Linked DNA regions of Callithrix jacchus: region 1 is linked to region 2. Evidence: chromatin contacts called from public Hi-C data. All regions are on one chromosome and are shown on one strand. The core of a region is the stretch at or near the end of the contact, and the rest is flanking DNA. Distances in the headings are between cores, read along the strand shown. Region 1 overlaps CCDC33 (coiled-coil domain containing 33). Region 2 holds the start of ISLR2 (immunoglobulin superfamily containing leucine rich repeat 2).

Region 1 (3,523 bases), core at 359-2,858, 200 kb before region 2:
TGCAGGAGCGGGGTGCTAATTGGGCTTGGCTGGAACAATGGAGCCTGGCTAAGCTGGGGTGGGGGCGGGGCTTCCTGGAAGATGCTGGCTTCCCCTCCCAGGCTTTCCTGAACCCTACCAGACCCTCCAGGCTCCATTCTGGGCCCTCCTCCTCCAGGAAGACCCCCAGGCTAACCAAGACAGGCCATCAATCTCTACTCCTTGGGTATTGGGCCAGAGTCCAGCCTCTGCTGACGTCAGACTGGGGCCAGCCCTTGCTTTCAGCCCAGGGAAGTACAGGGCTGGGCATTCAGGGGGTGGTGAGAGGCAGACCCCAGCCCTGGTCTCACAGGTCCTGCTCACTCTTCCACAAAGAACCCTTCCCCACTGGTCACCTCCTGCCAGAATCCTTCCTGGTTAGAGCTTGGCTGCCTCAGTGTGGGGAGGGGGAAGGGCCCTGGCTGGAACCCAGAACCTTGAGTTCTAATCCAGCCTCCGTCCACAGCTGTTGAATGACCCGAAGCGAGGCCCTTGCCCACTCTGTGCCTGCTCATCTGCACCCCGCGGGGAATGATCCTCGCTGGGGTTGTCCTCTAGGATTCTAGCCATAGGGGAAGAAGAAATGTTTTGGCAACTGGGGCCCAAACCAGAAAGGTTAGCACTCACCAGGGCGGCCCCAGCCCCCTGGCCTGGGCTGCTGCTTCCACTGCATGCCCCATCTGCCACACCCACTCTTCTTCGCAGCTCTGCACTGCACATGCACTACCAGCAAGCCTTCCCAGGCTAGCCCAGGCTCAGCCACTTTCTAGGATCCGGGGCTGGACCTCCAAGACGCCAGAGGTAGGCCCCGGGCTAGCAGGAGACAATGGTCACTTTAAAAGATTTTCCCAAAAGCCCTTCTCTCCTCCCTCTCTGGGTGACTGTGTGGGCTCAGGTGGCCTAGGCTGGAGCTGGGGGCCCTGCAAAAGAATCCTGTGACCATGGGCATCTAAGGGCCAATGCCCTGGTCCCCTCTGCCCTGCCTTCCACTTATAGAGGCTCTGGGAAACCTTTACTGGTTGCCGGGCAACACACCCCAACACACCTGCTGCTAGGGAGCCAACCCATCCTCCCAGAACCAGGGGCTGTGGGGGCGACTTACAGGCAGGCTGTCACCAAGGCCTGTGGTAGCCGTGGCAGCCGGAGGGCATGGGGGCCCTGGCTCCCCCATCTTTACTGCTGGCGGTCCTGTTTCCCAGGATGGGTCCCCAGGGACTGTTGCTACAACAAGTGCGTTGGAAGCAGGCAGGCCCGTGGGGCCACTTCCCTTTTGTTCCGGTGGAGGAGGGGTGCCTGACTGGGGTAGCTGAAATCACACAAGGTTCACTCCTTGGCCACAGAACTGTAGGGAGACAGCAGGGCCTAGGAGAGCTGTGGGGCCCTTCAGGACTCGGGCCTTCTGACTCCCCTGGCCCAGACTCAGTACCCCTCCTTCCTCACCTGCCCTTGGTGACACCTTGGTCCCTGCCTTCCCCTTCAACTCCCCCATCTCTTCTCCGCTTTCTCTGCCTCCTGGTTACTCCCATACCCTGTCTCTCCTTTCCCACTGAGCCCCACCCTCTGTCCCTGAGTCTCCTCCTCCCACTCCTGCTTGCTCTCTCTGCTCTCCGATTCCCCCTTGTCCCCTCAGGAGCCCCACACACACTGCAGCAGCCCAGGCTGGGCTCTCTCTCCTCCCCCGAAGCTGCAGTGTGGCTTAGGGGCGGCCCCACGCCTGGACCCTGGGGACTTCCCCTGTCTGCTTTCCTGATGCTCTGGACACATTCCTTTCTTTTTAGTTCAGTGGAGACATGGGTGGATGTTTTTGAAAGAAACTCACTGGGAAGCAAAGAAAAAACAAACCCAAACAAGCCCGCCCGCCACCTAGAAACGGCCTTGGTCACGAAGGCAGAACGTCTGAGAACCGGCTTCAGCCTGGGTTGCAGAGACACCCTCCTTGGGCATGGAGGGCCTGCCTGCCTTCCCCAGCAGAACTGGGTTCAGCCTGTCTGTCCCAGACAAGCTTGGTCCCAAAGACTTTCATGACAGGGCACTCCATCTGGACCTAGCAAGACGCTGACCAGCACTGGGACTTCATAAATATTGTTTACTTGTTGAATGGATGGATGAATGAATGAAAGTATTCTTTGGGGCCTCAGTGGGGGCACCATAATAATCCCTGACTAGACAGGCCAAGACAGGCACCTCTACCCGTTTCAAGATCTCCACCCTTACTGCTGGGCGCCTAGCTCAGCACTCTGCACGGGGTGGGGGCCTCTGGCCTCTCTCAGTGCTGCAAGCCTCACGTTTCATTTAATCCTCTTTTTCTGAATGGAGTCTCTTCCTCTGAACAATAGGGACAGGCAGGGGAGTTGTACAAGACAATCCCATAGTCCTATTAGTTCTTATTTGAGTGGACCTGGTGAAGTGGAAAGACAGTGGGCTCTGTTACTAAGCAGCTGTGTGACTTTGGACAGGTCACTTAACCTCTCCGAGCCTGTTTTCTCCTCTGTAAAATGGAGTGCATCACGTGCCCACCTCATCGCTGTTGGGGATTAAATGAGGTTGCGAGCGTACAGCTCCAAGCACAGTGCCTGCCACGTAAGAGTGGCTCCAGAAACGTTACCCTCTTCTCTGTGTGTCTCTTATGAGGGGCTATGGAGGGTCTAGCACCCCTCCAGGGAAATGAAAGGGAGGCTGGTGGTGGAGTCATCATGCTCCCTGGATGGCACCAGTCACCCACTGGCTGGCACCCAGATGTGGGCCTTAGATCTTCCTGCTCCTGCCCCTCAGCCTCCCCACCAGGGAAATGGGTGTGTGCCCCCCACTATCCCAAAGATCCTGGGGCAAGAAGCCTCCCAGACCAGGCTTCACCACCCCTCCCTGCGAGGGGCCCTGTCCTCCCCTGCCTGCTGTGCACCAATCGATTGAGTCCGCTCCCATCCTCGGGCGTGCCATGAATTTTTCATCAAAGGCCTGTAGACTTTGGGAAACGTACAATTAGAAGCCCATCAATAATGCACTATGCAGACGCAGGCACTGAGCTCAGCCGGGCCCTAGACATGGCTGTCTTCCAGCCCTGCTCTGGCGGGAGGCCGGAGGGACGCCCCAGCAGACCCTCAGGGACCCATCGCCGGACACAGAACAAGTATGGGCTGCTGAGAGGTAAGGGAGCCGAACCCTTGAGGGGCTTGAGCCTGCCCCTTGAAACCAGATGGGCCCCAGGGTCTCCTGCCTGGCCTCAGGCATTTCATCTATAAAATGGGTGCTAGAGGGCCCCACCTCCTGTCCCTTCCCCACTCCTTATCACTGGGTGAAACACAGAAGACAATTACTATCTGAATTGTCTAATTACTAAGCTTCAAACTCCCCCGCTGCCCGAGTTTGAAGCTGGCCTAGTCAGAAAGTGCAGATGCCTCCCTGGTCCCCTGAAACGGCCTCCACTGAGCCCACACCCCATCTCCTGGAGCCCCACAGCTGCTCTGCTCCCCCCACCTCTGCAGGCTCCAGGTCTGGCTTATATATT
Region 2 (3,415 bases), core at 395-2,894:
GGTCAACCCGACGCGCACTACCCCCCAAGCCGCGGTAGCCCCCCACCGCCCCGCCGTCTCACACCCTCACACAACAGCCGGCTTCAACAGACTTGCTGTTCCCGACTCTCGCTCCCTAGCTCTGATGAAACCCCGACATTTCTTTCAGCGACGAGGAGGCGGAGGCGCAGGGATGTCGAGGCATTTGGCTAAAACCTGGTTTCCGCCCCCTGCGCTGCCCACGTTAGCCCTGGAGACAGCTACCGACCAGAACCGGGAAAGGGGTTCAAGCTTCGGGAGACACACAGAATCCCCACCCGTTCTGTAGCCACCCAGCTCTCCCGGCGCACCAAACCCCCCAGCCATCACCGCGGGCCTTGGGGGTCTCTCGCGGTGGGTCGATGGCGTGGGTTTGGGGCTTCTGTGGAGATCAATACCCCGATTTGAGTGTTGAGCATCTTAATGAGCTAGGGGAGGGGGTGGGGAAGAGAGAAAGGCTAAGAGCGCAGCATCTAAAGAGACCACCCGGCCCTGGGTTCCGAGGCTGCTTTGTAAATTAAATATGAACAGACTGGTGCGCTCACACTCCGCGTCCCTCCCTCTCTCCTACTCCTGCGGTCGCTACAGGCGGCCCAGCGGGCTGGGACTGTCGCATCTCGCTCAGTCCAGTTCAGAACACAGAACTTCACACCGCCTACTCAGGCCTGGGGTATCCCCAGCCGACCCACGGAGGGCGCGGGGCGCCTTTCGCTGAAAGCGTCTTCCAGAAGGGTCGATGGGTGATAGCACTGTGGCCCGTCCCTGCCGGGAACCCTGTGGTGGGACAGACAGGATTGGGTCCCTAGCCTGGGAGTAAGTCCCTGAGGTTTCTAGGCCTTGCGGGGGGGGGTCGGGAGAGTGACGCAGACGGCTGGACTGGCACGGCCTTCTTTGTCTGCCGAACTTGGTGGGGGTGGGGGCGGGGAGCGGCGTCCTGGGCAGTTGTCCGGGTCTTGGGAACCCTGAGGGGGCAATCTTGAGAGCCTGTGCCAGGGAAGGATCTTAGGAGGTAGGGCCCAGCAGCTGCACCTGAGCGAGGTCTGGGATGGCGTGTCCAGGGGACTTTTCGGGACTGAGTGAGGGGCGCCAGGCCGGGAGGCTCAAGGCCCCTGGGCCCTCCCCCGGTTTTCACCTATTTTCTTTCTTTTCGCCTTCGGCGGGAGGCAGAATCTGGGTAGTGGACGGGACAATGGGCTCGCTATCTGCCCAGAGCTTCCCGGGACTTCGGGAACCAGTCCCATAAGCAACCCGGTAACCTCAGGGCCCGAGGACCAGGGAAAACCCCCTTTCCTTGCTCTCTTGACTGGATTGCAGAAGCAAGGAGTTCGGCAGGGAGACGGGGCTCTCGGGCCTGAAGGGTGGCTAAGGATGCGGTGACCATCCCTGCGCGGGCGCTGACTCCCGCGGGCCGCCGAGGCTCTAGCTCACTCTGCAGCCAATGCTTTTGTTCCCGGAGGCTGCCCTGGGGGAAAGATGCCCCTTACCCCTGCCTTCGACCCTGGAGAGCCCAGTGCCTGCCCGGGCCCGGGCAGGGCTGGAGCCGAGTCGCTCCAGGCAGAGTCCGCAGAGGCCTGGAGTGGGAGCCGCGACTTCTGGATCTGTCTCCGAGCTCAGCCAGAAGACTGCGCACACCTCGTCCCGCCCCGCCCGGCGCGCAGAAGCGGGTCTAATGTTTATAACGTTAATAATGACACAGTTACTGGAGGGCTGGGGAGCTGGGAACCGAGACATCACCCCGCCGCCTCCCACGTCTTTGATCGTTAAAGAAACAGACAACTAATCAAGTGTGTGGAAATAGGGGTGGGGGAGGGGAAGGTAATAAGATTCCAAGCCGCGATCGCAGAGGGCCACAGATTCAGAATCTGCGGAATCCAGACTAAGGCTCCTAACCAGGCTGGGACCGATCCCAGGCAGACCCAGGAATGCAGAGCTGGAGCGCCTGGCGGCTTTTGGCGGATCGACCCCTGATTTCAAAGTCGCGAACCCGGAGCGTCGGGAGGGCGGGGAGGGTTGAAACCCGTTGGATCTGGGGACTTGCTCCCGCGATTGGGTCCGCGCTGTCCTAGGGCCCAGGCCTGGTCCGCGCGCGCCCCCTGCTGGACACTGCTTGCCGGGCGCAGAGGTGGGTCAGTGTCGGAGGATGCGTGCTGGACCCCGGCAGTCCCGCGACGCAATATTCCAGTGGGGCGCGCTTAACCAAAGTTCCGAGGCTTTACTTCCCATGCCCACCCAGTCTATGTCCCAGGTATCTGCACCTCTGGTCCCCTACACAGCACAGGCGCGGTCCCTGCTTCGCGCTGCGGAGTGTTTCTAGTGCCCAGGGCATCTCCTGAGTCTTGAGCTACTAGTCCCTGACACGAAAGCTTTCTATACGCCTCTCCCACTCTCCCTTCTCTCTGAGCCTTATGACTTTGTCAGGGGCCTATTAAAATAAATGTGCGAGATCTGCAAAAGAAAGTCTGTTGGCGCCAAGAGAGGCAAAGAAAACTGCAAAATTGGAAGTAATCGATGTTTGATCGAATGTTTAGGGCATGCAACATGTGCAAACGATTCTGTTGCAACTGCACTCAGAGTGGTACATGCCCTTGTATTTTAATGTGGCACGTGGAGGATTTAATGGACTTGCCGAAGGATGTGGGAAGGGCCTCTGAGAATAAGAAAGCTGGGGCCCAGATGGGCATCAAACATCGCAGCATAGCAGCCGGCGAAGGCTGGGAAGACCTTCCCCACAGCTGCCCTCCAGCCAGAAGCCCCTGAACATTCACTGCTTCCCATCTTTCAGCTTCTGCGTTCTTACACACACACACACACACAGTTCTCTTCAGCCCCTCACCTCCAAGAAGCTGTTTTCCTTTTCTCATTTCCAGTCGAAAGATGACTGCTCAGGGAAGCCAGGCCCTGTTTATACTCCCACCACGGGCCTTTCCTTGTACAGGCAGGCTCTATGTAGTCATCAGGAGGGCAGGTTCTAGCATCAGACTCTATCATGTACTGGCTGTGTGTCCTTAGCCAAGTTATTTACCCTGTCTGTGCCTCAAGAAGAAAAGGCATAAATAACAGTATCACCCAGGCATAGTGGCTCATGCCTGTAATCTCAGCACTTTGAGAGGCCGAGGCAGGCGGATCATGAGATCAGGAAGGAGTTCCAGACCAGGGTGACCAATATGGTGAAACCTCATCTCTACTAAAAATACAAAAATTAGCTGGGCATGGTGGCACATGCCTATAATCCTCAGAAGGCAGAGGCAGGAGAATCGCTTGAAACCAGGAGGCAGAGGTTGCAGTGAGCCAAGATCATGCCACTGCACTCCAGCCTGAGCAACAGAATGAGATATGGTCTAAAAAAAAAAAAAGAAGAAGAAGAAAGAAAGAAAAGAAAAGAAAAAGCAGGGTATGG

The links. A called contact is a pair of places that touch in the nucleus more often than the background predicts.
Region 1: a Hi-C map of induced pluripotent stem cells shows a contact between it and region 2, with 4 times the contacts expected there. The contact joins the enhancer-like site here to the promoter of ISLR2 in region 2. A contact is called at or near these places in 3 of 3 Hi-C or Micro-C datasets (induced pluripotent stem cells and skeletal muscle).

Annotation. Positions count from the first base shown.
Region 1 is chr8:21,161,691-21,165,213 of calJac240_pri, reverse strand. All of the region lies in intron 12 of CCDC33 (coiled-coil domain containing 33), which reads right to left. Among named protein-coding and RNA genes, the nearest start is that of CYP11A1, 37 kb to the left of the region's middle. Within about 2 kb of position 1,608, at least 3 of the 16 cell types and tissues checked have an H3K27ac peak or open chromatin away from gene starts, as enhancers often do.
Region 2 is chr8:20,963,271-20,966,685 of calJac240_pri, reverse strand. It overlaps ISLR2 (immunoglobulin superfamily containing leucine rich repeat 2), which reads right to left and starts at 1,644. Exons shown (of 3, transcript XM_035259205.3): 1 at 1,503-1,644.